Regions from separate parts of the Mus musculus genome. Here all the other regions are linked to region 2. Evidence: chromatin contacts called from public HiChIP or PLAC-seq and promoter capture Hi-C data. All regions are on one chromosome and are shown on one strand. Each heading gives the region's core, a stretch centred on a gene start, on an enhancer-like site or on the middle of the called end of the contact. The rest is flanking DNA. Distances are from core to core; before and after follow the strand shown. Region 1 holds the start of Ccdc22 (coiled-coil domain containing 22). Region 2 holds the start of Clcn5 (chloride channel, voltage-sensitive 5). Region 3 overlaps Dgkk (diacylglycerol kinase kappa). Region 4 holds the start of Ccdc120 (coiled-coil domain containing 120).

Region 1 (5,348 bases), core at 2,112-4,611, 290 kb before region 2:
TGGAGAAACAGGAGTCAGGGAAGGGACAGCATAGGACAATCATAGCCATTTCTTGTCCAGTCCCATCCCTGTATTTGATGGGAGAAGAACATGTAAAGCTATGGGGAGATGGGGGATGCTTGAGTTATGAGTTGAGGGTTGACAATCAATGTTGGAATGAAGTTTAGGGTAGAGGGATTTTTGCTAAGGAAAGCGGTCGAGGACTTGGTTAGATGATCACCATGCTGTGCATTTCAACTCCAGGACAAATTTAAGTTGTGGATTTTGTGTCTGCGTGGGTCTAGCCTCAATTGATATATGCAAGAATGGAGTTTGGTTGAGGTTTTATTTAGGGCTGAAGCTGGGTATTTGAATGACTTGGGCTTGGAATTAGGATCAAAGTGAGGGAGGGATACATTTTGAGTAGAATTTGCCTTTTGCATTGGTGTTTTCAGACTGTAGTTTCATGACTCTGTCTGTGGCTTTGTTTCAGCTTTTGAGAGGGGTAAAGGGTCAACCTGGTTAAGGTCCCCAGCTTTGAAGGAAATAAGACGTCTGGATTAAAATCCTTACTACTATTTAGAAGTTGTGTATTGCATTGAGTCAATTATGGGATTACATCTGAGCCTCAGTTTTCTTATCTGTATAATGGAAAGGATAATAATAGTTGCCTGAATTATAAGGATGTTGTGAGGAGTAAGTTGAGCTCAATATTCATACGAATGTCTAGTATGTGATATTATTTTGATTTTGAAAATGAGAAAATTGAAATGCAAGCGTTAATAATTTGCCGAAGTGGCTGAATCAAGAGCCAAACCAAGGCATTCTGACTCTTGAGCCTCCGCAGCTTACAGCAGCACTAGCTGTATGTTCCTGATCTGCATTCATTTTGTGTTTGTAGAAGGAAGGGTCTGCTCAACCTGGAGCATTGGCTCTGTGGTTAAGAGCTCATAGTGCTCCTCCAAAGGACATGGGTTTAATTCACAGCACTCACATGGCAGCTCAAAGTCTCCTGGAACTCAAGTTCTAGGAGATCTGACACCTTTTCTTACCTCTGCTGTCAATGCACACACATGACACTCATACATAAACTCAGGCACATACACACACTTATAAGATAAATTAATAACAACTTGAAAAAGGGTCTGTGCTGTTTCTGGACAGCCAGGGAAATCACTCCATAGCAGTACTGGCGTCTAGATGTTAGATGACCTTCAAGTTCATGATAAGGTCTGTAGCTATCATGCGGTTTGGATTCTAATGTCCCATGTGGTGGAGGTGGGGGATTGTCTTTTGGTTAGCAGGGTTTAGATTAAGGTTTAGTGTGAGGCTGGATTTGGAGTGAGTGCTAGGGTCAGGATTGAGTCTGGGTTTCATTTGGGAACTAAGGCTATGCATAAGGTTAGGGGCTATTGAGGATAACACATAGGCTAGGTTGTGCAATTGAGATTGGGTGACAAAGAAGCTCTTTTAAGGGGAGGCTAGGACAGGAAGAGGGGGATGATACTCTAGTTCCCCAGAGACCTCTCTGGGAGTAGGATCCAGGTGGGCAATTGGTAGGTGAGAGGATGAGGGTGGACCAGAGCCCAGGGTCACTTCAAGGGTCTTCAGGGGTGGATGGCTTCTCTCACCTTTCCCGACTTCAGATTCCGACATCCTCCTCAGGAGATATAAGGACCATCTGCACACAGTCCTCCCTCTCCTCTCCCAGCCTTAGAGAGATTAAGGTCACGGGGCGGGGAAAAATGGTGTCAGTTGGGAGGGTGAACAGGGGGAGCAAATGGGATATTTGTAGGTCTGAGATTGGCAAGGGGAAAGGCACTGGTTAAGTGTATAGTAAATCGATATCTGCACCAAGCAGGCAGAAACCAAAATACGAAAAAAAAAAGGTATAATTTTCCAATAGCATATAACACTTGAGGTACATAGGAAAAACCTAATATATATATATATTTATCTCTAGGAAAAAAGTCAGATAGTAAATATCAAAGGGACATAAAATGGAGAAATATGTAACATTTAGTGATGCTGTAAAGTTCCCCAAAGTGATCTTCTTGGCATTCTGCATTAGCTATACCAAACAAAATCTCAGCATAGTTTTCTTTGGAATTGACAGTCTTTGAGACAAATGACAAAAAATAAAAACAAAAACAAAAACAAAATACCAAAACACCACCACCAACAACAAAAAACCCCAAAACCAAAAAACAAAAAAGCCAAATCCATTTTGAAAAAGAACAAGACAACAAGATGGGAGGGCTTGCCATATATGATATCAAGACTCATTGTAAATCTACAGTAATTAAAAATAGAATACAGTCAGGGGCGGTGGTACAAGCCTTTAATCCTAGCACTTGGGAGAAAGAAATATTATTATTACAATTTTGAGGCCAGCCTGGGCTACATTGCAAGATTTTGTTGTCTGAAAACCAAACCAAAGCAAGACAGGATAGCACAACGAGAGGAGAAAGAGAGAGAGAGAGAGAGAGAGAGAGAGAGAGAGAGAGAGAGAGAGAGAGAGCTTAGTTCAGAAACTGAGTCAAGTATGTGATGTGTATGTGTGATTATGACAAATGTTAGCACTACTGGATAGTAGAGACAAAAGAGGCTGTTCAATAAGGAATGGTTTCATAAGGAGGTGATCTCCTTCTGTAGCCCAATCTACACTTGGGACAGGTGCTGAGATTACAGATGTTTACCACTACGCCTGGTCTAGTAATTCTTTGCTTTTTCCATCTATTTTGTGTGCATGATAGTGGTACTGCTGCACATGTGTAGATGTCAGAGGACATTTTGTAGGAGTCCATTCTCTTTTTATGTCTCTTGGGTCCCAGGGAGGATCGACCTCAGTTTGTTGTGGTTGGTGGTTAAGTAGGTTTACTCGAGCAATGACGTTTGTTTTATTTATTTAAAATCTATTTATGATCCTTTTGTGTGTGCTCACGAGCATAAATGTGTCACAGTGCACACGTGGAATTCAGACTCTTATCAAGTCATTTCCTGCCTTCCACCATGTGGATCTCAGGGAGAGAACTCAGGTTGTGAGGCTATCCTGAGTCACATCCCCAGTCGTAGCAATTATGTCTTAACCCTAGGAAGAAGGTATTATCCAAATTCTCACTTTACAGATGAGGCTAGCAAGACACGGGGGAACAGTCATTTTGTACACGTATAAACTTTTATAGCTTGGAAGATGAACGTGTCTTATAAATGAAAATTTTTCTCTGTCCTGTCTCTCAACTCCCCAGCCCATTTCCTTTTTTTTTCCCTTGGAGGAGACCATGGGACTACAAGTGAAAGAACTACAACTTCCAGGAGCCATTACGTAATTCACACCCCGCCTCCAGCGCCGCTGCCTGCGCAACGCTCACTCCTTAGAACTACATTTCCCAATGTTCCTCGCGCGGCACGTGACTCTCTGTCCTCGCCGCGCCGAGAGCAGCGCGGAGAGCTCCAATTTCTCTGATCTGGTCCTAGACCCAGCCCCGGAGTTAGAATTAACTCCACCATGGAGGAGGCTGACCGAATCCTCATCCATTCCTTGCGCCAGGCGGGCACGTAAGTACGCAACCCCCAGTCGCCTCCAATTGCTCACATCCGGGACTCCAAATCCTAGGACCCCCATTACCCGGGAACCTTAAAATGAAGACCTTGACACCCAAAGGCCCAAACTTACAGGATTCCGAAGCCTCTCCTCCTCCTCCCTGCTTACACTCTAACATCATGACTTTCCTAAATACTTTGATGTGGACATTGGGTAAAACCTCGAGGACTCAGACACCTTACAAACTGAGACCTGCATATGCTGGGATCCTGATATCTAGAGGTTCCAGGACACCCACACCAGGAAACTGATAACACAGGAGTCTGGCACCCAGAGTCTCCAGAATTCCTGAGACTGGCAACTTGATCTTCGAACAATAACTCCTGAAACTCCCAGGACTTATCAAAATACCAGGGCCCTACATTCTGACAGTAGCAGCACTTGGTAACACAGGAACACAAAGGATGCACTATTTGAGGGACCTAAAAGTCCTTGATGCCAAAATTTAGGATGCCCGATTTTTTATTTCTATTTATTGACCCTGACATTTGAGACTTCTGAAAACTCCAGCCTCTTCCTATGTAGCTTTCCCAAACCTCGTAGATCTAGGAGGCCTTGCCATGCAAAGAACAATGTCCTGGTGCCCAGAAATATGGAGACTGTGCCACTTGGACCATTTTCACTTTTGCAGATCCCAGAGGTTGGAAACTTTGAAGTGTAGGGGAGTTTGAGACTTTTCTGAATTCAGGTCACCCTCATTCACCGAGGTCTTAGGACTAAGTAAAGGTCATAGTCACCAGCACCCAGGATCTGTTGAAGCCTTGGTTGTTCCCTGCCCCGACCTGGATTCTAGAGCATTCCCTCTCTAGAAGTCTGTACTTTGTTTCCTAACTACTCAAGCCTGGTGCTTTCCTTTTTAGGGCAGTTCCTCCAGAAGTGCAGACTCTGCGAGCTTTCACCACTGAGCTGGTCGTAGAGGCTGTGGTCCGATGCCTTCGAGTGATTAATCCTGATGTGGGCTCTGGCCTCAGTCACTTGCTACCACCAGCCATGTCTGCCCGCTTCCGCCTGGCCATGAGTCTGGCCCAGGCCTGCATGGTGAGTGCCCTCCTCCCAGTGTGCACACTGTCTTCCTTCCTTTTTCACAAAGTCGCCAAGTTCTTTGACACTTGCCTTCTTCTCTGTCCCTTTGTATAGCTAAAGCTGCTGCCTCTGTAGCCAAACTGTGTGACTAGTTCAGACCCTACCTAGTTCAGTTCACGCTTTCTGTGTGACCCTAACTGTTCTATGCCTTCTCCTTATTTGTGAAATGGAGATGATATAATGAGCTTGTGTGGATTAAATGAGCTGATTCGGTTTGTGCTCAGGCTAATGTTAACAGCCACCTTCTAAGCTTGACATCAAAATCTCACTCCACTGTCACATAGTAGGCCATTTACCTATTTATTAGGGCTGAAGGAAGACCTTGACTGGGTTACATTCTCCTAAATAAAGCTCTGACTAGCTCTGCCCAGACCTCATGGGCATCCTATCGGACCTGCGATTACTTGTTTCATCAATGGGACTGGGGAAGAGGAAGGTCATTGTCTGTTCCATTGTATTGTGCTTCTCATAGTTCCAAAAATGATGCTCTCATGAAGCACCCACCCCTCTTCACTTCAGAGCTGTGCCCATTTACTGTGGTCAAGAGCAGAGAGGTCTACCTTTTCTTGTAGCTCACTGTCTTTGCAGCTTTGAACCTGCCTTTTAACCTTTTTGGTCCTCAGTTTCTCTGTGTTGGCTGTGTGTGAAAGCCAAAGTGAACCAGTGTGTAGCTCAGTTTCAG
Region 2 (6,066 bases), core at 2,803-5,302:
CGCAGCCATCGAGTGGAGTGTGCTGGACCTACCATGAGCTATGCTCTTAAAGAAAACTTGACTCTCTCCTCTTCAGAAACCATCAGCTTGCCATGGCACGTTGGTCAGGGGTGAGCACATACTTGGGGACCCCTTCGGGGTCCATGTTGAAATGTTGAATAGCTTGATTTTGTGGGTCTTATGTCTGCAGGCAGCCACAGTGGTTTGAGTTCCTGAGTGTGCGGACCCTGATGAGTTCAGAAGACACTTAGGTAGTGTGTCCATTTAAGCAGAATCAAACTCATAGTTTATTATATAGTCCACACTGGCCTGGAACTCAAGATCGCCCTGCTTTAGTCGGCAGAGGAGTGGGGTTACAGGAATGAGTCACCACAATTTGTAGCTTTTAAAGAAACCATTAACTTTGCTTTATCAGCACCACAATTTAATTTCTTCGCTTAGAAAAATAGACATTTACATCATCTCCCTACAAATATTTCCCCTTAAATCTAAAGACCTTAATCAAGGAGTCTTCCTCACTACCACCATCACCGCCGCTACCACCATCATTATCATTAGTACTAGGTAACATTTGTTAAGTGCTGATTGTTAAGTGTTTATTGATACACTTAAACATTATATAAGAAACCTGGTAACTCAAAAAAAAAAAAAAAAAGAAGAAGAAGAAAAAGAAGAAGGAACAACAACAACTAATACGTCTCTACGGCTGGGTTGTTTTGAGCCTATGCAGTCTGACTTTAGAGCCTGCTGTCACGACTTTTTTCTTTTTTTAACTCACAAAAGATGAAATGAAATGTGTGTGTGTGTGTGTGTGTGTGTGTGTGTGTGTGTGTGTGTGTGTGTGTGTGTGTGTGAATTGGGTGTGTTTAAATATTGGAGCCCTCCAAGCTGTTGGCGGTCAGTGGCGACACCACGTGGCTATATTTATGTATTGCAGCCACGTCATACTCTATGAGACTCTAAGCCTCTCAAATAATCCTACAGATGAAGCAAAGGCTCTTGTCTTGGAGGGATAAACTTGCTTCCAGTCAGCCTGCCCTTTTTCATGCCCCTTTATCAGAGGAGACTCTTTTGACCGTTACTTGTATTGTAGTTCCTCGGGGATTGGGGTGGGTGCTTCCTCATCAATGCACAAGTGAGCTCTTGTTTTTCTCTCCTGAAGTGTTGAGCAGGACAAAAAAGACAGAAAAGAGAAACTTCTCAAAAAAACAAAACCAAAACCAAACCAAAACCAAAACCAAACCAAACCAAACCAAACCAAACCAAACCAAACCAAAAACACACCTGATTTCAGTTCTTAAGGAAGAGTCCTAACAAAAGGATTGCCTTGTTCAAACGTTTTCACTATTGGGCATATTAGTAAAGTGCATATTTACCATGCACAAATCATGTGTGTGTGTGTGGTGTGTGCTCGCACATCACACATCAAAGCAAACTTCCTCAATTCTTCCCCCATTTGTTTCTGAATCAAGTAGGAATATCTGTCCAGCATTCCCAGTCCTTCTAATTTAGCCTCGGTTCCTTTCCATTCACACCACACACAACCTCTATGCTTCGATACTGTAGTGTGGTATGTAGTAATAGGCTGGAGTGTAGGTGACCATGGTGGTTTAAAAAACCCCCTTTGTCCTTTTCAGTCATAAGCTAGCAGCATCTTGCTGCCTGCCACTTGTTATCACCCACTAGTATTGTCATCACTAAATCACCCCATGTGTGTGGAGGGCATAAACGAAGCTGGCACACAGAAGCAGCTTTGATTTGGGGCTCAGGTATAGAGCTTTAGATAAAGGCCTACCTGGATCCAACATTTCATATCTACTCCAGGGTTCCCAAGAATGCAGAGCTCTGGATTCACTCCACAGTCCAGATCCACACAGTGATGATCAGGGTTTGAGCTTATGGAAGCATGGCTTCTTTTGAAATTCATCTAACGTTTAGTCTTCTCCCATGACCCTATCTTTTTTCTCTGTGAGATGACCATTTTTTTTCCTGTTAGGTTTTGTATTAAAATAAGCCCAAAACTTCATTGTGTTTGATTATAGCTTTATCTCTGGAAGCTTTGCATGGCTTGGGCTCAGATACAGGTTTTATATTTCCAAACCCTTAACTTATCCAAAGTAGGCATTCAAAATTCACTGAGCATACATGGCCTTACTGAATTTTGCTCCCTTGTGTTAACATTGCTGATCTGCCAGGCAAGATGTGCCTACTGGTGTAATAGTGGCATGTTGATGGCCACTTTCTGATTGAAACCTTTATCACAGGAGAGAATTTTATGCCTGATACTGTAACTCCATGTCTGGGTCACTCCTTGGGTAGAACCTGCTATTTTAATTTAGCTAAATGATTGCCTTCCAAATATTAGTGTCTATAGCTATAGATCTGGGCTGTTCTCAACTTTGGTCTGAGGAGCTTCTTTTTGCCATGAAACACAGAAACTCACAACTGGCCAAAGTTCTGAGAAGAGACTGAGTGCTCAGCCCGAAGTCTAAATGACAGAATTCTCAACCCTACCCCCACCCCCAATTAGGCCTAAGGGCCATCTTAGAAGAGGAGATTGAAAGAATGCAGGAGCTGGAGGATGCACAGGAGTGCTGTAAAAGACTGTCCTTTGTCCACAAGGTCACTGACTCCTGAACAAGACCAAGCCACCAACATTCCTACAGAGATGGGAGAGGTGATATCCAGACTCTATTTCTTACTGAGATTCCATTGGTAGTTGATAGCTTCCCACCTGGGGAGAGAGAATTGCTCTTCTTTGAGGGTGTGACCTCTGGTAGGTTTTTCCTGGTCTGTCGAATGGTCCCACACTCTTGCAAATATGGGCAGCACTAACTGGATTTATTGGGTTACTAACACAAGAAATTTGAAATTATGAGGGGAGGTGTTGGGGGAAATATGGATTTCTTGGGGAGAATTGGAGGGAGCAAATGGAAGCGTATAAGATTATAGTTTATTGTATACTTGTATAAACTTCTCAAAGAAAAAAAAAGTCTACGGGTGTGGCACAGGTCTACAATCCCAGCGCTTGGGAGGCAGAAGCAGCTGAGTATCTGTGATCCCAAGGCCAGTTTAGTTTACATGGTGAGTTTCAGGCATCCAAGGCTAAATAGTGAGTCCCTGTTGCAAGAAAAAAAAATACTATTTACTACAGTGGATTTTGAATTTGAATACTTGGCTTCTAGGTAGATTACTTGTGTTGATGATGTGGATTCCAATCTTAGTTCTTGCAATAAATTAATAGCTGCACTCCATTTGTATAACCTGTTCATTCCTCACAAGGATAGGATAGTTCTTCTAATTATTCGGAATGGCTTTGGAGACAGAGAGACCTCAGTTGGAATCTGAGCTTTATTTTGTGTTTTGTTTGTCTGTTTTTGAGACAGCATCCTGCCTTCAAACTTACAATATAGCCTAGGATGACCTCGCATCGATTCTCCTGCCTTCAACCTCAAAGAATCGGGATTAGAAGTATATGTCACCTTGAGTTTTCGCTTGACAATGATTAAATTGGCAATAATACCTATAAGTAACTGCAGTATAGATTTCCCTGTGTTGGATTAAATTGGCCCCTGCAAGCACTACTGTATTTGATCACTATTCTTATTGCTACTACAGTGTGAGATTGGAAAAGCTATGTAACCTTTCTGAGCCTCTGTATTTTTATGAGGGAAAACGGATAATGACACACTCTTCATGAGTTCTTGTGAGCATTAAATGAAACGAATAAAGTATATTAGCCAGAACAATGCCTGGCATAAGGGAGGCTTAAATTTGTGGTCTGATGTCCGCTGTGGGCAAGATACTCAGGATAAACAGTTTGTTCTAAAGACAAAAGCAAAACCAAGGTAGGCAATCTGCAAACAATGAAACCGAAGGGAGCATTGCTTTTTTTTTCCCCCAAATGCAACTGACACGCCCCGCATTTGGGTTGGATCCGCCCAGTCCTCATTAAATATGGCTGCAAGCCCGACTACCCTATTGCGGTTGCGCATGCCGAAGCTCCTCCCAGCTGCTGCTTCTCGGTGGCGCTTTCCCCCCTGGCCGGCCCGAGGTGCCTGGAGCGGGCCCTCCGTGGCGCGCATGCGCAGACGCCGTCTTGGCAGAGCTAATACTCCAAGGCGCCTGTCACATGAGCCTCGCTCCCGCTCCGCTCCCCCTCCTCCCGGCTGGGCTGTGTGAATGAAGCTCTGCCGGCTACGTGGGGCGCTAGCTCTACTCGCCGTGTGGAACGCCAGAGCCGACTGAGCGCGCTGCCCACCGCCGGTGGACACGGGCTCCGCCGCGCCGGACCTCGGTGACAGGTAAAGGCAAATGGGCTTCCCTTCCCCAACAGGTCCTTCCCGGCTCACCGGCCGCCGGCCCACCCGAGGAGCCCCCCGGTACGGCGAGCAGGGAAGAACGCTCGCCTGCCACCGCGGTCCCCGGAGCTGGCGTTCCCTCTGCCCGGCCGCCACTGAAGGAGGTGGTGGACAGCCTGGTTCCTGCCAGAGCGGGGCGGCATCTCCTCGGCAGCCCAGCCCTGTTCTGGGGAGCAGGGTCCCCAGGCTGCCGATCGAAGTTTCCTTGCCAAGCGGCGCCAAGCCCACCCAGCTTTGAAAGCGGGGAGCTTGGCTGCCCGCGTCGCTTCTCCAGAGGACAGGGCTGGGGCGGCGTTCGCTGGGAAAGCGCAGCCGAGGCCAGGTTCGGCTTGCTCCTGCTTTGGACCCGCCACAGGTTTCTAGGGCTTCTTAGCGAAGTGCAGTCCAGACGGTCTGGGCGAAGAAGTTGGTGTGCGTTTTCGCCCTTTGCCGCCCAATGCGCTTAAGCTGCTGCTTCCAGAGGTTGGAGCCCCGCGCTCCAGCTCCTTTCCAAGTAATGGAAAGAAAGCTTTAGCTTTAGCTTAACTTTGACGTGCTTTTTACCTTTATGAACGTTTCAGAACAAATCAGTTGACTGAAGTTGGACGGGTGGCCCTGTGATAACGTCAGTGGAAGCTGCGCCGAGTAAATGAGGGGAAAGCCAGAAGGTGAAGCATTAAAAACCAGTGAGACTCCCCTTTACACATACTTCATAAATGTATTAGTAATTTCCCGGGTTGAATTTCAGAGCTGTTAAATTTCCCCTTGTTCCACGACGTGCTGATCAGTAAGTACTTCTTAACAGTAAAATAGGAGGGGGATGGGGAGTCGACTTAAACTGAGCCATGTTCCAGGTAAACTCATTGGAGCACTTTTCCCTGGTGAATTCATCCTTAGAGTTTAAGCTCTCTTTTTCTTGGATTTCAGGAGCCTCTCCTCATCCAAAGCCCAGTCTTTGTTGGAGTTTTGAGGACTGGCGCACACACGAACCCTTTTTGTTCTTTAAAGAAAAAGAGGTCATTAAAGAGGGCCAACACTATTCTCCAACTAGTATTAGCCTTAAGCGTTTGGGCTTTAGCTTTCCCACTTCAGAGTTGCACACGTTGGTTATGTAAAAATCAATGGAAGTAGGAATTCACCTCAGGACAAAAAGGTGAGGGCCTTTCTGGAAAAAAATACAAATTAGCTTTTATGCCCAATGAGGGAAATAAATTATTAAAAAACTTGTTTAAATGTACTGGGTGCTTAATATATGAAACTTCCAAACCAAACTAAGACACCCCCTCCCAAACTGGTAATCACACCCGTTAATTTTTCCTTTGCTTTCTAACTCCTGTCATATAACTGGAAACTATTGTTTTGAGACTGAATTTAAAAATTCCAAATTGATCAATACCGTTGTGTGTGTGTGTGTGTGTATGTGTGTGTGTGTGTGTGTGTGTGTGTGCGCGCACGCATGCTCATGGGTGGGAGCTTAGCTTTATATAGTCACTTCTTTCTTCCCATCTTTACTGGAATTCTTGGGATTGAAGTCAGCCTTGAGCGCCAAGCTCTTTTTAACTGAGGAGCCTTCTCAACAGCTTTGGGTTTGAAAATGCATCTCTGGGAGTTAGCTAACTTACTTTGATTGTATTAATATTAATATTCTAGTTTTATGTTTTTCTTTGTCCTTGACTCATTCCCTCATTATACAAACAATAGAATATGTTCACGATAGGAATTTTGC
Region 3 (6,095 bases), core at 545-3,044, 400 kb after region 2:
TGCTGAGCACAGGAATCTGGAAAGATGAGGTAGATAGCATATGTGTTAAGAGCCTGTGAGACCTAGAGTTGTTATAGATCTTCCTCCCCCTTCTGTCTCCTTTTTACAACATACCCTGCCTTCTCTGTCCACTTTCCCTCTTACCATCCGTCTTTCTGTGTTTTATTTTTCCCTGTACATATGAGGAAGCATGCTCCTTTCCCACTTAGGTCCAGTTTCACCCCACTTCCCAAGGGATGTACCTGAGATAGGTTTCCTAGCATTTCTTAGTAACTGTTATATATGACCAGAAAAAGAGACTTTGTTTGGCTTACATTTTCACCATGGGTCAGTCGGTGCTAGTTCAAGGGCTAGCTGATAAAGTATAAATGCAATGACACAAGGGAATGTCTTTTGTGTATGTGATTAGTGCTTCTCAGATGAGAGTGTAGTGGATGGGCTAAGAGCCTTTGTTCCTAAGAGTGCAAGAGAAAATGAAAGAGCCAAATGTTTAGGAGGGGGGTGTGTTGCTTGAGTTATAAGACAGCACACAGGTAAGGCATCAGTCCCTGGATACTTGGCTCAAACTTCCACTAGTCCCCTAATATTCCAGGGCTGATGGGACCTAGGACTCTGACTTTTGCCACCCTTATGCCCAGAGGTAAGGAGTCCACAGAGAACCCGCCCATACAAGAGCTGTGGATACCCTAGCTGGACCTGAAATGTAAGCAGTCTCCAGAATATTAGCCACCACTCCCATTTCCACTCACTAGACATTATAATTTCATATGTGCAAGTCCCAGGAAGGAAACAAACAAAATTGGCATGCTAATCCAAGAAAACTTATATCCACAAAAAATTACTGATCCCATAATAATGAAACCTAATGAAAAGGATGGGGGAGAATTTCAGAGAAAGGATTAGAAAGAATGATTATAAGCATGTCCAAACAACTCAAAGAAGACAAGACTAGTCTCTAAGAGAACAAAAGAGATAAAGAAGTCAATACACATTATGAAAAGAGAATTCAATAAAAACATAAAATTACTGAAGAAAGTTAAACTGAAATCCTGCTGGAAATGAAAAAGCCAATGAACAGGACTAGAAGCCACACTGCAGCATGAATTGCTTATTACAGTTAAGTAATTGAAAGGGACCTAAGTACATTAACATCCAATCTGCTTCTTCTCCAGTCCTAGAGTCTATGTGATCAATACCCCAATAAACCTCACGTACCATCAAACCCGTGGAATATCTCTATTAGTGGCTTGAACTTGCTGCTGTGATCGCAACCAATGCAGGCACCAGCACCACATGGCCATTTTACTTCATTTAAAATAGGCTCAAAGAATCCCACCAGGATATCCATAAAAGTGTTGGTAGGAATTTCATAGAAGGGTTTTCCAGTGACTGCTGCCAAGGCTATGACCAGTAAGTAAGTCAGTGGGAAGAGGTGAAGCCATGGGAGCTAGGCACACCTCTAAACAGTGCTTTGGCTACCACAGAGCCAGCAACGGCTTCTGTCTTTGTGTGAACGCAGCAAGTGGGGCTAGATGCAGTTTGCCTTAGCTACCCACAGCCCACAGAACAGAGTCAAAAAAAACTATATATAAGACAACCCAAGAGCCCACTGGTAGGAGCTGGTAAAAATCAACACCAAGTGTGACCAGGGCCACAACCAGGACAGGAGAGAAAAACCAGTGGCTCTAACAAAGAGGAAAAAAAAGCCCAAACGACATTCAGGACAGCGATCTTGTTTTCGTATATCCCACTTCATCGACTTCCTCTATAGCTATTTCTTATGTATGATGCACAGTAGGGCATTATAAATGCAGGCCAACAGTGTCCCCTGCTGTTCACACCTTTTGCTGTTTTACTCCCTCTTTTGCTTTCATTTGTTTCTTCCTTCCTCTTTCTCCATATGCATTCCTTAGTACTACGTCTCCTAAAGCCCAAAGGCTGACCTTATTTATGAAATTGGGATACATATCTTTACCTCTACTTTTTAATCTACCACTAGTCAAAACTCCCATATATTAACTCCATGTCTCCTTTGCCTCGATTATTCCCATCCCTACTTCCAACATAAGAACAGAACACTCATCACTAGACTCAATGGGATTGTTCACCTCCTCTCTTCTTTTCCATTCTTCTCATACTAATATATGAGCATACACAGCAGCATTGGGGGTCCTTTATTCCCTAAAGTAGTCAGTACTTTTTAAGTGTCTTTTTCATACTCACTTTCTAGTATTTTATCAGAGTGCTTGAACTATGGAATAGTGACTGGTGCTTCAGACAGTAGTCAGTCCTCAGACTGGAGACAGAGCCTGCTACCCGGAACACTAGTCTAACAGATGAAAACATTACCCCACCCGCTGCAACCCAGTCTCTCCTGAGCATTGCAAACATACTCACTGAAAGAAGAGAGGCGACCAGAAGAAAAAGAGTAAAAACAATGCATCTTAATCCCCCAAAGCTGATCCCACTGCAAAACCCCATGTAACGTGAAAACCCTATCTCCTCCAGAAATTACCAAGCCCATACTAATGACCCCCAAGCAAAATTGATTAGACAAAATCCAAGTTTCAGAATGCAAAGCAATAATTATACATATGTAATAATATCTCAGAGAGGACTCCAGTCGTTTCAAAGATAACACAAAGAGACAGCTGGATGAAACAAGGAAGTCAGTTCAGGATCTGAAAATAGAATTTAATAAAGAAATAGACATACCTAAAAACCTCAAACCATAATAATGATGGAAATGAAAAACATACTAGATCAAATAAAAATGTCGGTGAAAAGCGTCCCAATAGGATGAATCATATGGAAGATAGACTATTAGGCAATGAAGACAGAATGGAGCAGCAGCTCTCAACCTGTGGGTGGTGACCCCTTTGGGGTTTGAATGACCTTTTTATAGGGGCCACTTGACACCTAAGAAAATATTTGCGACAAGTCCCTTCTGGTCAGCACCAGCACCCGGTCACCTAGGGCACGGAGTCGGTGGATACCCCCATGGTCCCTAGAGGACTCTCCACGGGATTTTAGGATCATTGGTGAGTGGAACACAACATCAGTTCCAATCCAATAGGGTGGGACCTGAGACAGCATTAGGGAAGCAGAAAAGCTGGCCTGACCAGGGTCACAAGTCCCTTCCGGTTGGCACCAGCACCGGGTCACCTTGGGTGCCGAATCAGTGGACATCTCCACAGTCCCCAGAGGACTCTCCACGCGATCTTAGGATCAGTGACCAGACAGCTCCATGCTCCTCAAAGGAGACACCATTTCCAGACACTGTAACACGCCCAGGATCTTTGACAACAGGATCCCAGGATAAAAGGAGCTTGGTCACATCAGTATTTCAGGGTCTCAGAGGAACTTGACTGCCAAGAACTCTGATACACCCAGAATCTCAAGTTCACAGGAGCCCACAATCAAAGGATCACAGAGAAAGCTGAACTCTGAGGAGTCCTGAATCAACTGGGATTATAGGAAGGACAGGCTCTAATCAGATATATTGAGGGCAGCAAGCACTTGAGATAATCAGATGACAGAAAGCAAGCATAAGAACAGAAGCAACAGAAACCAAGGTCACTTGGCATCATCAGAACCAAACTCTCCCACTTTAACAAGTCCTGGATGCACCATCACATCAGAAAAGCAAGACATGGATCTAAAGTCACTTCTCATGATGATGATGGAGGACTTTAAGAGGGAAATAAAGGAAAACACAGGTAAACAGCTAGAAGCCTTTAAAGAGGAAACACAAAAATCCCTTAGAGAGTTACAGGAAAACAATATCAAACAGGTGATGGAATTGAACAAAAACATCCAGGATCTAAAAATGGAAGTAGAAACAATTAAGAAAACCCAAAGGGAGACAACTCTGGAGGCAGAAACCCTAGGAAAGAAATCAGGAACCATAGATATGAGCATCAGCAACAGAATACAAGAGATGGAAGAGAGAATCTCAGGTGCAGAAGATTCCATAGAGAGTATGGACACAACAATCAAAGAAAATGCAAAATGGGATGGACCATCTAGAGACTGCCATATCCAGGGATCCATCCCATAATTAGCCTCCAAACGATGACACCATGGCATACACTAGCAAGCGTTTGTTGAAAGGACCCAGATATAGCTGTCTCTTGTGAGACTATGCCAGGGCCTAGCAAACACATAAGTGGATGCTCACAGTCAGCTATTGGATGGATCACAGGGCCCCCAATGGAGGAGCTAGAGAAAGTATCCAAGAAGCTAAAGGGATCTGCAACCCTATAGGTACAACAACATTATGAACTAACCAGTACCCAGGAGCTCTTGACTCTAGCTGCATATGTATCAAAAGATGGCCTAGTCGGCCATCACTGCAAAGAGAGGCCCATTGGACACGCAAAGTGTATATGCCCCAGTACAGGGGAACACCAGGGCCAAAAAGGGGGAGTGGGTGGGTAGGGAAGTGGGGGGGTATGGGGGACTTTTGGGATAGCATTGGAAATGTAATTGAGGAAAATACGTAATAAAAAATATTTAAAAAATAAAAAAAAGAAAATGCAAAATGCCAAAAGATCCCTTTCTCCCTACCTATTCAATATAGTACTTGAAGTCCTAGCCAGAGCATTTCGACAACAAAAGGAGGTCAAAGGGATACAAATTGAAAAGGAAGAAGTTAAAATATCACTATTTGCAGATGATATGATAGTATATATAAGTAACCCTAAAAATTCCACTAGAGAACTCCTAAACCTGATAAACAGCTTCAGTGCAGTAGCTGGATAAAAAAAAATTAACTCAAACAAATCAGTGGCCTTTCTCTACACAAAGGACAAACAGGCTGAGAAAGAAATTAGGGAAACAACACCTTTCACAATAGTCACAAATAATATAAAATACCTTGGTGTGACTCTAACTAAGGAAGTAAAAGATCTGTATGATAAGAACTTCAAGTCTCTGAAGAAAGAAATTAAAGAAGATCTCAGAAGATGGAGAGATCTCCCATGCTCATGGATTGGCAGGATCAACATTGTAAAAATGGCTATCTTGCCGAAAGCAATCTACAGATTCAACACAATCTGCATCAAAATTCCAAACTCAATTCTTCACTGAGTTAGAAAGGGAAATTTTCAAATTCATCTGGAATAACAAAAAACATAGGATAGCAAAAACTCTTCTCAATGATAAAAGAACCTCTGTTGGAATCACCATATCTGACCTAAAGCTGTACTACAGAGCAATTGTGATAAAAGCTGCATGGTACTGGTATAGCGACAGACAGGTAGACCAATGGAATTGAAGACCCAGAAATGAACGCACACACCTATGGTCACTTGAGTTTTGACAAGGGAGCTAAAACCATCCAGTGGAAAAAAGATAGCATTTTCAACAAATGGTGCTGGCACAACTGGCAGTTTTCATGTAGAAGAATGTGAATTAGTCCATTCCTATCTCCTTGTATTAAGGTCTAATCTAAGTGGATCAAGGAACTCTACATAAAACCAGAGACACTGAAACTTATAGAGGAGAAAGTGGGGAAAAGCCTTGAAGATATGGGCACAGGGGAAAAATTCCTGAATAGAACATCAATGGCTTGTGCTGTAAGATCGAGAATCGATAAATGGGACCTCATAAAGTTGCAAAGCTTCTGTAAGGCAAAAGACACCGTCAATAAGACAAAAAGACCACCAACAGATTGGGAAAGGATCATTACCAATCCTAAATCAGATAGGGGACTAATATCCAATATATATAAAGATCTCAAGAAGATGGACTCCAGAAAACCAAATAACCCCATTAAAAAATGGGGCACAGAGCTGAACAAAGAATTCTCACCTGAGGAATACCGAATGCCAGAGAAGCACCTAAAAAAAGTTCAACATCCTTAGTTATCAGGGAAATGCAAATCAAAACAACCCTGAGATTCCACCTCACTCCAGTCAGAATGGCTAGGATCAAAAATTCATGTGACAGCAGATGCTGACGAGGATGTGGAGAAAGAGGAACACTCCTCCATTGCTGGTGGGATTGCAAGCTTGTACAACCACTCTGGAAATCAGTCTGGTGGTTCCTCAGAAAATTGGACATAGTACTACTGGAGGATCCAGCAATACCTC
Region 4 (5,656 bases), core at 91-2,590, 420 kb before region 2:
CATGCTTGGTGGCCTCCTGCAAGGGGGGTGGGGAGGGGTCCATGGCTGCCAAGAGGATGTCAGCTTGCTCCTTGCCTCCACTAGCAGTCCAAAGGAGGGAGAAGGGAGGAAGGAGATGGAAAGGGCCTTTGTGTTCCACACATACATTTCATAACCCGGAAGAAAGGTGGGCACCTGGGGCAGCAGGCCTTGATAACATGTGACTGGGGGAACTCTTCTCTAGGCTCTCCTCCCCAACAGGGAACACCCCTAAAACCCTCCCTGTTCATACATGGCAGCGGCTGCTATAGGGGTTAGGTTTGGGTTCTGAGGTCACAAAATAGATTGTCTTACCTGGAGTACAGCATGTTTGGTATGTGCCCAAGACAAGCTTAGGGCCCAGGTAGGGTTGTGTTGAAGGGCATTAGAGGGACTTAGAGTTTTCAATTTATTTCCCTGTCTGCTTCGCTCCAGGCTAGAAATGTTAACAGGGAGAACATGGATAAAGTTGAGTCTTCGTATTCTTTCTCCTTTCAGGAGTAGCCAGTGGCTCCTCTAGCGCAGGGCCCAGTCTAGTACTCTGGTTCTGCTCCTTCTTATGGTTGTTTTTGTTTCTTTGTTTGTTTGTTTCTGTGTAGCCCTGGCTGTCCTGGAACTAGTTCTGTAGACCAGGCTGGTCTCGAACTCAGAGCTGCCTGCCTCTGCCTCCTGAGTGCTGGGATTAAAGGAAGGTGTGTCCCACCCCAGCTGGCTCTTTCCTGTGCCTTTACATTAGTATGTTCTCAGTCAGGCCTCCCATTTCTACCATGGCTCAGAGCTCAGCGGAGGCTGGCTCTGTGCCGCCCCTCAGGTTGTAGGGTATAGATGATGGTGTTTCCTAGGTTTATTTGTTCCTGGAGTACAGAAGGTGGGAGTGTCTTAAGATCTGGTCTCTCCTTAGAAAGGTCAACTTCTCTCTGCAGCTTAGAAAATCATCATCCTAATTATGGGAGAAATTGATCCAAGATATGTGTGTGTGTGTGTGTGTGTGTGTGTGTCCATGTCTATGTCTGTTTGTCTATTTCACAGTTTCCTAGCCCCCATGTCCCGGGGTGTAGGCAGGCTCCAGTGGCCTGGGGATTTGGGCAGTGGCTCCTCCCACAATTCTTAGAGCTTATTGGCCAGTTATCTCTTAGATATCCGCAGTGAGGAAAGCATTCTATGCTTTCTCCTTGACCATATTGGGCTCCCCGAGGCACCTGGTCCCCCAGACTGCCTTCCCAGGGGTGACCCTAGCCCTGGAAGCGGGCAGGTAAGGGTTAAAAGGTGTGGGCCAACCCCATCCTGTCCAGGTAGGTTGGGCCTTTACCTAGTGGGAGGTAGCCAAGACAGCAGTCACTGCTGTTCACTTGTACTGCCAGGAAAGCTAGGGCCTGGACGAGACAACTGTTCTTTTGGAAATATTTGAGGCTGCCATCCAGCACTAGGGCATTGGTGAGTACCAGCGAGCAATGGGGCAGGGCCGTGAGATAGGGTAATGGCACAGGAACTGAGGAAGTTCCCTTCTAGAGATCCAGATCTGAGGAAGGAGGACCCTGAGAATATAGGGTAGCGATAGGAGGGGTGGTGTTCAGTATGGGAGGATCAGGGGACCAGGGCAAAGCCTCACGTGTCCATTTTCCTTTCTTGATATCAAAATAATTCTTGGTTGGAAAATGGAGGAGGAAGGACGGGGCAGAGACTCAGCCTTCTCTTCTCGGCCCCTCTCCCCCTTTTTATCAGGACTAGTGCCTCAGAGAAGACGAGCTGAACCGATTAGATACCACTGTTGTTCAGGCATCTGTATCTGCTTGTCCCTCTGTTTGTTTGTTCAGCCAGAGTAATTGAAGGGGGTGTGCTGTATGTTTGGGGGAGCAATGGGGATCAGGTCCAGACTCTGTGTGCATTTGCTCAAGTGGTGGCAGGATGTGGAAATGGGGCTCTCATTGACAGTGTTGGAGTGCCACCCAGGTGAAGTATCTTGGTTGTAAACAGTCATTACAGCCAGGAATTTTTCTCAGCCGTGGTGTCAGAAGGGCAGACCTGAAAAACCTGCTGGGCCTGCCTCTGTGTGTGTGTGTTTCCCCGCATGTGCCCTCTGTAGCTCGCTTGCTGCAACCTAAGCCCGTAACAGGACCACAGAATGACAAGGCAAAGCTCTGGTGTGGGCAGGAGGGTCTCAGAGGTTCATATGAGGGCATGGTAGTGATGCTGGAATGTGGTAGATTGCCTTCTTACTATCTCTGTCTGATGTCAGGCAGTCTGAAGTTCCAAGTGTACAGAACATGGAAGAGTAGAAGCAAAGGTTCCTGAGTCAGGTATGGAGGTGTGGGGCGTTGATCCATGTCTAGCCTGCCTAGTGACCCAATGACTCATGCCATAACTATGTCCCTGAGGTCAGACTGATGGGGTGGAGTCGGGGTTCCTGACTGGACCCTGTGTCGACTCCGGGATACTCTAATTTTCTAAAGAAGGAAGGACGGAGGCCCTCTGATGTGAAACATGAGACAATGTTGGTGAACGGGTAAATGGACCCAAGGTGGGAGGAGTTAGCTTTCTGTTGGGGTGGAGAAGGGTTCAGGCAAGCCTTGTGAAAGTTTTCCGAATTAAAATGGGTCCTGGGAAAGTAGAAGTTTCGGGGGCTGAGGGACCGAGGAGGCTGAGGTGGGACACTAAAGACACCCTACCATGCCGAAAGTGCTGGACCTCAGATGGGTGGGCTTGTGAGACCCCCTGCAGTGTACAAACTTTCTGTACAAAAGGCTTATGGGATTGCCTAACCATTGCAGTGGAGGATAGTCCATGAGTCCTTTGAGGGAGGGATACAGACTCTGTGGGACAAGCAGAAGACTGTAGAGAAAACTGGGGGGCGGGGGTACCTTGTAGACAGTCTGAGCACACCCTATAGTGTGAAAATGGGGAAGGGGCTTCTCCTTGGCGTTCTTGGTTTTCTGGGTCTGCTCTACCACATCATGACAAGCTGTGGATTTCAAGGGGTCGGGGGGGGGGGGTGTTAAAACGAGAACTCTGCTGTCTCTGATAGGCCTTCCTAGTCACCTGCCTTAGAGGCTAGGACAGGTGGTGGGAGGTGATGTCACCTGCTTGCCCAGCTGGGGACTGAGCAGGATGTGGGAGGGAGGGAGCAAACTCCAGAAAAGCACAAGAAGGGCTGGCAGCTCGCCAACGCGTGCTCCATGATCAGCCAGTGCTTCCCGGGACAAAAAGAGGGGCAGGTAATGTGTTTTCTGTGGCTGTGGATGGCGCTTCTCGCCCTTCTCAGCAGGGTAACTTCTGTATGCTAGTCTCAGAACAGGGTGGGAGGGAAGAGGGGCTGGAGGGAGCCTGAGGTCGTGGGGCAGCAGGATGGAATTAGGAAGATAGATGCAGAGCCACCCCTGATGCCTGGCTTGGCTACCTTGCAGTTATTCACCCCGCTGGCATCCGTTTGTGGACTGCTTGCTGTGTGCAGCCGTGCTTGAGGTGCCGGGGCTATGATACGCTGGGGCAGACGTGCTTCCTGTCAAAATGACAATACAGGGAGGGGCAGTGTCTTTTTCAACAGTAGCTGTGAGAAGACATCACTCAGGGGCCACCTCGGAAAAGGACATTTAAGCCTTAGAATGAGCTGGGTGTGGTAGTGCCTGTCTCTAGATTCCTAGCATGTGGGAGGCTAAGGGAGGATTGCCATGAGTTCAAGACCAGTGTGGGTTACACAGTGACTTTCAGGCTGATGCTACAAGAGCGAGACCTTATGTCAAAACAAAAACAGCCCCAAAATGATAAGCGAGAAATAAAAATCAAGTGGTAAGAGGCTGGAAACAGCACCCTAGGCTGTGGCCACAGCCTGGGCAAAGGCCCTAAAGCTGGATGGATGGGTCGAGGCACTCAAGAGGACATTATTAGGGTTGGAGCTGTTCCGTGAGAGGGGTGGTCCTAGGCTCTGCCCTTTACTGGGGAATTATTTCACTTCTGTGTGCTTTCCACCCCTCATCTCAAAAGGAAAGTTAATAATGATGGACCTCCTGCCTGAGGGGTTTGAAAGATTCATTGTAATATAGCAGGTAGCTGTTCCAGGCACCCAAGGCTGCGAAAGTGCTTACTGTTGTTACACCTAGTTGACTCTACTGTTAATTCTCTCCCTAGGTGAGACTCCTGGCTGTGGCCTATGGGCCTCTGAGGAGGTGTTGTAAGTCTGCCCAGCTTCCCACTTACTGTGTTAGCACTCAATGGGAAGGGAACCAAGGTACCAGGCCAAGCGGGTCCAGACATTGACACAGAATCTGAGAGGAAAGGCCAGGTAGGCAGGTGGGACCTGGGTACTTTATATTTTCAGCTGATGCAAGGGGAGTGGGGATGGCCTAGGGGTTCTATGGCATTATCTTCCTCAGCGCCTCTTGTGCTGTGTTACTGCCAGGCTTTATCCAGCCATCAGCCACAAGGTCCAAGCGGTGCAAGGATGGAAGTCAAAGGTCAGCTGATCAGTTCTCCTACCTTCACGGCCCCAGGTCAGTGGCTGCTTCCACTTACTACTGCCCTCCCCCTGCCCCAGTCTCCCTGTGCCTGCTTGGGAGGGGTTGGCCCCTGGACCTGCAGTTGTTCCAGGATGTCCTATCTGTCCTTACCTTTGCTTCCTCTGCAGCTGCCCTGTTTGGAGAGGCTGCCCCACTGGTGAAGTCAGACCGTCTTCGAGGGCTGCTTGACCGCCAGCGAGCCTTGCAAGAGGCCCTGAGCGTAAAACTTCAAGAGCTCAGGAAAGTGTGTCTGCAGGAGGCGGTGAGGGCCTGGCCCCAGGGCTGTCATGCAGGAGGGGGTGAGGAGCCAGGCGACCTAGGCAGGCATACTGCAGTGATGGGTGCCCAACCTCTTGTCTCGGCATTTAGTAGTTTTTGGTACATTGTGGTTCCTCAAAGTTTGACTTAGAGGTCACTTTAATTGGATTCCGAAAATGCAGCCCCTGTAGTGCATCATAGGGACTGGGCTTTTATAATTGTGAAAACTAAGAACACGGGCCTCCCGATTTCCAAGATTCCTATGCTCAGTGACCCAGAGACTTGGCCCGCTGGAGAACTATACGCCCTACCCCGGGTGCTAGAGACCTTGAGAGGTGGCGATCTAATACATGTGGAGTATTGAGCAGGGCCAAGCTCCTTGGGAGGGCTAGTTTCTTACCCTTATTACTTAATGTCATCCCTCTAACTCTCAGAGTCTCTGGCCACATTCCTTCCAGGAGCTAACTGGTCAGCTGCCCCCTGAGTGCCCACTGGAGCCTGGTGAACGACCTCAGTTGGTCCGCCGGAGGCCCCCTGCAGCACGTGCCTACCCTCCACCACACCCAAACCCAGCACACCACTCCTTGTGTCCTGCTGAGGTGAGCTGATGCTGGTGAGGGGCGGGGACAAGCCAGGGCACAATGGCGGTTAGGGCCAGGAGGAGAAGAAGCAGAGAGGAGGGCAAGGATTTGAATAGGTGGATTTCCCCATGCACTATGGGAACCCAAGTCTATCCAGACAAGCCCCTCATCCTGTCCCCTGAGGATGAATACATTCCTTCCTTAGGCAAACAGGCCAGCCCCTAAAAAGATCATGCTCCGCTTCCTGTGTAGATGGGCTCTGCCAACTGCCCATTACTGTGCTTAGTCATTTCTATTATTTGGTTCTGT

What was found. Promoter capture Hi-C pulls out the DNA fragments that hold promoters and counts their contacts. HiChIP or PLAC-seq counts read pairs in DNA pulled down with a chosen protein or histone mark.
Region 1: a promoter capture Hi-C map of neural stem cells shows a contact between it and region 2. The contact joins the promoter of Ccdc22 here to the promoter of Clcn5 in region 2. A contact is called at or near these places in 12 of 39 promoter capture datasets (the 3T3-L1 cell line, the SN4741 cell line, cranial neural crest and 7 more), 2 of 484 Hi-C or Micro-C datasets (the C2C12 cell line and macrophages), 1 of 115 datasets of contacts at active chromatin or transcription factors (memory CD8 T cells) and 2 of 9 other capture datasets (adipose tissue and pancreatic islet).
Region 3: a contact with region 2 is called in an H3K4me3 HiChIP or PLAC-seq map of pro-B cells, with 10 times the contacts expected there. The contact joins the enhancer-like site here to the promoter of Clcn5 in region 2. A contact is called at or near these places in 12 of 39 promoter capture datasets (the 3T3-L1 cell line, 3T3-L1-derived adipocytes, the C10 cell line and 6 more), 2 of 15 datasets of contacts at CTCF or cohesin (large pre-B cells and pro-B cells), 32 of 484 Hi-C or Micro-C datasets (the 3T3-L1 cell line, 3T3-L1-derived adipocytes, the 63-12 cell line and 22 more), 9 of 115 datasets of contacts at active chromatin or transcription factors (astrocytes, bone marrow-derived dendritic cells, bone marrow-derived macrophages and 6 more) and 2 of 9 other capture datasets (adipose tissue and liver).
Region 4: a contact with region 2 is called in an H3K27ac HiChIP or PLAC-seq map of embryonic stem cells, with 2.9 times the contacts expected there. The contact joins the promoter of Ccdc120 here to the promoter of Clcn5 in region 2. A contact is called at or near these places in 3 of 39 promoter capture datasets (3T3-L1-derived adipocytes, hippocampal neurons and neural stem cells), 1 of 115 datasets of contacts at active chromatin or transcription factors (embryonic stem cells) and 1 of 9 other capture datasets (liver).

The regions. Positions count from the first base shown.
Region 1 is chrX:7,603,433-7,608,780 of GRCm38.p6, reverse strand. Ccdc22 (coiled-coil domain containing 22) reads left to right here and starts at 3,361. Exons shown (of 17, transcript NM_138603.3): 1 at 3,361-3,537; 2 at 4,444-4,621. The coding sequence starts at 3,488. Cacna1f (calcium channel, voltage-dependent, alpha 1F subunit) reads right to left here and starts at 1,678. Exons shown (of 48, transcript NM_019582.2): 1 at 1,611-1,678. The coding sequence starts at 1,635.
Region 2 is chrX:7,317,344-7,323,409 of GRCm38.p6, reverse strand. Clcn5 (chloride channel, voltage-sensitive 5) reads left to right here and starts at 4,052. Exons shown (of 14, transcript NM_001243762.1): 1 at 4,052-4,304.
Region 3 is chrX:6,918,085-6,924,179 of GRCm38.p6, reverse strand. Dgkk (diacylglycerol kinase kappa) reads right to left here. Exons shown (of 28, transcript NM_177914.3): 14 at 1-16. Among named protein-coding and RNA genes, the nearest start is that of Ccnb3, 120 kb to the left of the region's middle. Within about 2 kb of position 1,794, at least 3 of the 459 cell types and tissues checked have an H3K27ac peak or open chromatin away from gene starts, as enhancers often do. A contact at or near this core is called in pro-B cells, where this site is marked.
Region 4 is chrX:7,737,008-7,742,663 of GRCm38.p6, reverse strand. Ccdc120 (coiled-coil domain containing 120) reads left to right here and starts at 1,340. Exons shown (of 10, transcript NM_207202.2): 1 at 1,340-1,452; 2 at 4,141-4,294; 3 at 4,412-4,502; 4 at 4,637-4,770; 5 at 5,225-5,365. The coding sequence starts at 4,454.